Linked DNA regions of Sus scrofa: region 1 is linked to region 2. A link is a contact called in public promoter capture Hi-C data. All regions are on one chromosome and are shown on one strand. The core of a region is the stretch at or near the end of the contact, and the rest is flanking DNA. Distances in the headings are between cores, read along the strand shown. Region 1 holds the start of SRP72 (signal recognition particle subunit SRP72). Region 2 holds the start of EXOC1 (exocyst complex component 1).

Region 1 (3,648 bases), core at 876-3,375, 540 kb after region 2:
TTGCAGAACAGATGCAGACTTACAGACATTGATAAACTTATGGTCTCCAGAGGAGACAGTTTGGGGGCTGGGGGGATGTGCTTGGGTTATGGGATGGAAATCCTGTGAAACTGAATTGTTATGATCATTATACAACTACAGATGTGATAAATTCATTTGAGTAATAAAAAAAAAAAATGGCAGATTAAGGAGTTCCCATGCCTCAGTAGTAATGAACCCAACTAGTGTCCATGAGGATGAGGGTTTGATCCCTGGCCTTGCTCAGTGGGTTAAGGATCTGGCATTGCTGTGAGCTGTGGTGTAGGCCGGCAACCATAGCACTGATTTGACCTTGAGCCAGGGAACTTCCATAAGCTGTGGGTACAGACCTAAAAAGCCACCCCCAAAAAATGCAGATTAAATTCATACATTTATGTCCTGTTTGCACAAACACCATTACAAATGAAAAAAGAAAGAGAACCATATGAATCCACAGCAGAGGAATTCTAAGGAACTTTCTAGAAGCTACAAAGTATATAGTCTACAGAAATGCAAATTGTGAATCCTTACATAAAGTCAGCCTTCTGAAAAGGCACTACTAAGACAGTGATTCTTAACTTTTGGGGTGGAGGTGGGCAGGGGGAGAGATGATATAAATTTCTTTGGAGAATTGGATGAAAGCTACAAAATCTTCAGAAAAATTCCCACAAAGTTTCGGGTACACCAAATATCATCTAGAGCTCTCTGCATCCATCTGAAAGTCAGATATAAATGGCTTGAAACGTGTGACAGTTATGCAGGCAGCAGAGGTCCACAGCTCTCCTGGTGATTTGTACTAACTCACAAGAGATCGTACCCTCCTGAGGCAGAGTTCACTGGACCATTAGTGCCGTTTCTCCACTGCACATAGGGACCACAGATGGAATGTGCCAGGCGCCATGGGACATAACCAGGAGCTGGACATCGCTTCTGCTCACAAAGAACGCAAAGAGTAGGGGAGAAATAAGTAAAAGTCCATTCAGTTAAAAAGTAGCGTTCCAACTATAGGCCAGGAAACGTGCTAAATCCTAGGGCCACTAGGAATTGTAGTCCCTGTGGAGAGACGGACCTTAAACGAGCAGTGCTCAGGGTAGAGAGCTCCAAGAGGGTGTCATGGGGGAACTGCTGCGCAATCAGAGTGCTAACTTGTTCTCTGGAACCAGAAGGACACAGCGATATAGAAAAGGCATTAGCTAGGCTGCTGGGAAAGAGGCGGGGAGTGGCAGGAAGCGGTAAGATGGTGCCAAAAATGGGTCTGCAGAGGAGGCGTTCAATGGAAGAGCCTGTCATTCTCCGGAGGAGCACACTCCTTTAGGTACTCGGTCCTGACCCTCAAACACATCCTAACCCCTACATTCCTGTGTCACTCCAGCGCTTATTGTGCCCGGATGCGTAGGTATCATTTATCCTACAACCCTGATACGTCACCCATACTTTATGGTGGCGAAAACTGGGACTCTGACATCCCGCTCCGTCAGACATCTGGGGGGTCGCAGAGCCAGGAATGGTACCTGGGTATTCTCGCTCCAAACTCATTACCCTTCGGGCCTTAGTGCCCACTGCTCCCGACCTGGCAGCCGAGGGGGATTCACCAAACATGCTTGGCGCCTGGAGAGTCTTTGCTTTTTCTGTGCCTTTCCTCATGTTCGCTTCTCCGCCTGGATTACCCAGAACCAGCCCCAGGTTTTCCGAATCCCCTGCCCAGACCCCCTTCGGACGGTGATTCCTCGGGGCAGTTCTAGGCAGCAGGAAGCCGACTCGGCCCTGCCCTCCCCTAGCGAGGCCTCCCACGGCTTCCAGCAGTGCTTCCCCACCACACAGGCCTCCCCTAGGCTCCGGGGACTGCTGCCCAGCTCCGCCTCTGCAGGCACGCTGCGCCGCCACCACCCCGGAAACGCACGTTGCGCCGCCGCCGCCCCGCTACCCGCCCCCCCGCCCCGGGCTTCAGGGGTTGTTCCTCCAACCCGCTCCAAGTACGGCGCATCGGCTCTGTCTACGTGCACTCCTAGCTCTACGAACCACGCCGGCGGAGCCGACACCGCCTCACGGTTCTGGGTGCCTCCGACCCCCGAGCCCCGCGGCCCCGGCTTCCGCTTCGCGCGGACCCTCCGCATCCTCTTCCGGGTCAGAGGTCGCCCGCGTCCCCGCCAAGATGGCGAGCGGTGGCGGCGGTGGGGGGGTGTCGGTGCCTGCACTCTGGAGCGAAGTGAACCGTTACGGCCAGAACGGCGACTTTACGCGCGCTCTCAAAACCGTCAATAAGAGTAAGTGCCCGCGTGGGCGCCGGGGCCGGGGGAGCCGGCCCGCCGGGAGGATGCGGCCTCCTTCGGGGGCGCGTGACCACCTCCCGGCAGACCCGGGGAGGGGAGAGCCCACCGCCGCCGCGGCTGGAGCGCCCAGCGGACGCGGGACGCAGCCCCTCCGCGTCCTGGCCGGCCCTGGGTCCGTGGCGGCTTCAGGCCACGTTTGCTTCCCTCTCTACCTTCTGCGCGAGGCCAGGGCATCTCTGAAGGGACTGCAGCTGCCGGAGTCCCCTCCAAGGTGTTTTTATTACACTGCACTGTTTGCACGTCCAGTCTTGCAAATGCTCCATTCCCATCGCGTCCTTTTCGCCCGCCTTTTAGCGGGGTGATGAGACAGTATCGCTGAGGGGCCTGTTCTCTTGGGGCGCAGCGCGGGGAGGCAGCGCCTAGGACACGTCATTGGGAAGCTAGCACTGACGAGGTGGAAGCCGCACCCACTCGGGGTAGAGGCTCGGGCTGGATCCGACGTCCGCAGACAGGCCCGCCCCACACCAGAAAAAGAGTGTGTAAAAGCAGTGACGTTTGAAATAACCTTGCAAAGCAAAGTTTATCTGATCATTTCGAGTCAGCTCCTCCGATATGACGTTCAGCCCATATTTTATCCTTCGTCATCCAAGTGTAATACGGCCATGCTTTTTAAGCTCTGTCGAGGTAAATTTTTACCTGAAGATATTCCCTGTATTTGTTAGGTGTGGAAATGTAGTTACAGAAATAACATACGAGGTATTTCTGTAACATACAAGTGTGAATTTTCAACAGCCTTTACTGTTCATCCTTTAACAGTGGGTTAAGGATCTGGCGTGGCCGTGAGCTGTGGTGTGGGTCGCAGACGCGGCTCGGATCCCAGCGTTGCTGTGGCTCTGGCGTAGGCCTGTGGCTACAGCTCCGATTAGACGCCTAGCCTGGGAACCTCCATATGCCTTGGGAGCAGCTCAAGAAAAGGCAGAAAGACAAAAAAGAAAAGAAAATTGAGATTTGGCAGTCAAATGACTTGTCCAGGACCTCAAGGCATTAGTGACAACCCTGTACTCAAAGCTGACATTTGCTTCCAAGTTCTATGTGAACTTTTTTCTTTTGCTGTGAAGTAATGAAATATGTATGATGTAGCGTGTGTCCCAAGATGAAAAAGCTATAGTAAACAGCTTCATTCTTGCTTCTTCTCTTTTTTTATTGGACGTTTATTTATTTAGTTACTTTGCCTTTTGTCTTCTTAGGATATGGAGGTTCCCAGGCTCGGGGTCGAATCAGAGCTTGTTGCTACCATCCTACACCACAGCTCACAGCAACGCCGGATCCTTAACCCACTGATTGAGGTCAGGGATTGAAC
Region 2 (3,499 bases), core at 663-3,162:
GGCACAGGCTGGCAGCTGCAGCTCCAACCCCCAGCCTGGGAACGTCCATATGCCACAGATGAGGCCATTTAAAAAAGAAAAAAAAAAAAAAGGTGGACAGGAGCTGATAATCGTTTCTTCCATTCTCACTTTCAGTGGACAGTTTTGACTCATGAAGCTTCTTAGAAGGTCCAGTGAAGTTTGAGATGCCTCACAGATATCCAGGTGGAAATGTTGGGGAGGCAGTGGACACAAAGATCTGGAGTTTAGGGAAGAAGGCTGGGATTCTGAAAAGTGATTCATTTCCCAATGTTGAGGGCTGCAAATAGGTTTAAAACTAAACAAAACCAAAGATAATAGGACAAAACAGCACACACAATTGTCATAGAAAGGGTGTCCACAGTAAGCTTCTGGGCCCAAGCTGGAAGGATCTAAGAGGTCTTTAGGATGATTCGACTAGATCAGATCCTGCTCTAAAAGGGAAGTCATTCAGTGGAACTGGAAAGCATTTCAAGTAGCACTGCCTGGAGCATATTGATCTCGGTAGCAAATGAGTCCCTACTATCCTTGCTGTTCTCCCACCAAATTCTATCTTTGCACAGCTTATCCCTTTCTCAGTGATTCAATCTCAGCAAAGTGAGTTACTCCCTCTTCTGCATTCCCATGGTAATTTATCTCTTTTTTTCCATTTGAACAGTGGGGAAGAATGAGGCAGAAGCCAGAGCAATGAGATTGCAAGCAGTGTTTATTTACCAACAGATTGATCAGGAGCTCTGAGCAGGCAAGGCTCAGGACCCCCCCACCACCACCACCACCACAGGGGAGTGCTTGGTCTTTTATAGACAGGGGTCGTTTTGTTGAACCATGTAGTCTGTGGCCTCTGGGCTATCTTGGCTTTAGGAATTCATTCATTACATGGGCCTGTTGTATAAGAAGGAGTCTGCAAGTCTGGATTTGGCTGGGTTATGCAGATTTTTTTTTTTTTTTTTTTTCGGTCTTGTTTCATTTTCCACCTAAGATTTTCTTCTTTTGTTGTTTGGTTTACCTTACTAGGCTGTACTTTATCCATCTGTTTAATCACCTCCCCAATCACAGTGAGCCCTCTTTTTAGTGGGATCCCTGTCTTTGTAGCTCCAGCACCTAACTCAGCGCCTGGCATTGAGGTGACACTCTTTGTAAAATAAAAGAATACTTGCATGAAGGGGTCCCTGCAGAATCCTTGCAAAGGACTGTTTGCAACTAGAGCAAAGAAATCACTCCTTTGAATTACTGGCACATTTTATGTGCCCTGTTTGGTCTTGCTGTATATGTATTTGTGTCTATTTTGTTTGGCCCTACCACACTGTAAACTTCTTCAGGGTGTAATTCATGCCCCAACCACCTCCACACCTGGATCAAAGTGCCTGGCATCAAACAGGTGCCAAGAATATGGTATAAGTGCCAAGAATATGGAATAAGTCACTTGCCTTGAAACCAGCAACATTGGCAATCTGGGCTTCTCAAACTTAAATGAACACAGGCGTCACCTTGTTAAGAGGCAGATTCCCATTTAGCAGATCTGAAGTAGGCTGGGGAGGCTGTATTTTCTAAAGAAGCCCAGTTGATACCCAAGCAGCTGGTCCACGGACCACGTTTTTAATCAACCGCACCAATTCTGATTTAACTTAAACTCCATGCTACGAATAGCAAGTATCTAGAGTTAACAGAGCTTTACATGTACAAAAACGGACACATTTAATCGGATCTCTTCTTAAATCAAGAGCAGAGCTGAATCAGTAACTGTTCAAGAAAAAGTAACAGGTAGCACCAAGCCCCCAGGTCCTCAGTCAGCTGCCAGGCGATGAGGCTCCGCCCCCGCCGGCCCTGGACGCGCCCCTCCGGCGAGACTGGCCCCACCCCCTCCCCGGGCCCCCGCCGCGTCTCCTTTCTTCTCTTCCTGCCCACTTCCGGCGTGGAGGCGCGTCAGGTGCCCGGAAACGGGAAGTGGGGACAGAAGGCCTCCTTCCGCTGGCCGCTCAGCTGAGGGGCGCGTCCGAGTAGCGGGTCCGCGGGGGCCCCGTCTTGTCGTGGTCTTGGAGGACCTGCCTGGGCATCGCCGGGCTCGTCCGGCCTTGCGGTAAGCCTTCGGCGGCGGAGTCCAGCAGTGCCGGCGGCAGACGGGCGGACCGGAGGACGCCGAGGGGTGCGGCGGGTCCTGGGTCCTGCTGCCGGCCCGGCGCCCCGATTGGGTACCGCTGCCGTCCCTCCCGCCAGACCCTCTTCTCTAACCGGCCTGGGCGAGGCGCAGGGTCCAGCCGCGCACCCTCAACCTCGCTGTCCCTGGGGTTGGGAGGGCAGTGCTCACGGCCCTCTCCGGTCCCGCCCGTGGGCTCCACATTTCAGTGCGAGACAGCGCTGACCGTCCGCTCCCCACTGTGGGTCCGGAGAGGGGGCGCGGCAGTGCCTTTCCCTTTTGGGTTCAAATCCCCGCTTTCTTCTTAGTCTCTTAAGTGCACTTCCCCGTCTCCGTGCCTCGCGTTCTCTTCGGAGGACAGTAATCCACGCGCTAAAATGTCCAGGAGCCTCCAGGGCCCAACCCATACCCGCTGACAAGGCCCTCTTGCTGCCAGGCGTTTATCACACACTAACGATCCAGCCGGATTTAGGGAAGCAGGAGCCAGCACAGAATCTTGTGGCTGACTCCCCAGAACGCTGTCAGAGTGGGTGCTTTCACCTGGAAAAGTTTGGACGGACCTCTAATGATTTATCCACTAACAAAAAAAAAAAACCCTGTAAAGACTGGAGAGTTAATCACTCTACCCTTAGGATGCAGCTGCCATTGGAGGCATGGCTCTCCTGTCTTCGTGGTATGTCTGTCGTATTCGCCGCTGTAAGCTAGCACCGTGCCTGGCACTTAGGAGGCACCAGTATTTGCCGAACGAATGAGGGTCACATAGCGCTTTTCATTATGCTCCTTTAACTCCTTTATGAACCATGCCCAGTCCCTCTTGTTTTACCACTTCCCATGCAGTCAGTCCTTGCTTTGGACCAAAGAGGGTCTGTGTGGTCAATGCTAGCCCCTATGAGTCATCCATGTAATCATGGATTTACTGTCCAGTTCAGGTTACCTGAAGAGGTACTCCTTCAGTTCCTACTAAGAAAGAACATAGAGCTATGCCTGCCCCTAAGCCCTCTCTCTTTCAGGAGGGTTCTTGAGGTCCAGGAGCTTGTGAGTTTATGAACCAGTTAGGTAGCAAGTGCTTGATTGTGTAGGCAATGCAGTAAGAGCTTTAGCAGTTGAGAGATGAATTTGGATTAAGATCCTTATTGAATCAACTTCATAAAAACCATGAAGTATAATTATGGTTATACTCACTCCATGGAAAAGCACCTAAGCAGAGATTTAAAGACCAGAATGAACAGAGGGCTTGGAGTGGAAGGTTTGTATTTGGGAACATTAAGAAAATTTTGAGCAAGACCATATTGTGATGAAAGCTATGTTCTAGTATTATTTGTTGAGAGTTTTGGGAATGTGGAAGCT

Evidence for each region. Promoter capture Hi-C pulls out the DNA fragments that hold promoters and counts their contacts.
Region 1: a contact with region 2 is called in a promoter capture Hi-C map of liver, with 5 times the contacts expected there. The contact joins the promoter of SRP72 here to the promoter of EXOC1 in region 2. A contact is called at or near these places in 1 of 5 promoter capture datasets (liver) and 2 of 2 datasets of contacts at active chromatin or transcription factors (alveolar macrophages and skeletal muscle).

Annotation. Positions count from the first base shown.
Region 1 is chr8:55,727,077-55,730,724 of Sscrofa11.1, forward strand. SRP72 (signal recognition particle subunit SRP72) reads left to right here and starts at 2,126. Exons shown (of 20, transcript XM_021100536.1): 1 at 2,126-2,282. The coding sequence starts at 2,171.
Region 2 is chr8:55,187,454-55,190,952 of Sscrofa11.1, forward strand. It overlaps EXOC1 (exocyst complex component 1), which reads left to right and starts at 1,913. Exons shown (of 19, transcript XM_003356946.4): 1 at 1,913-2,095.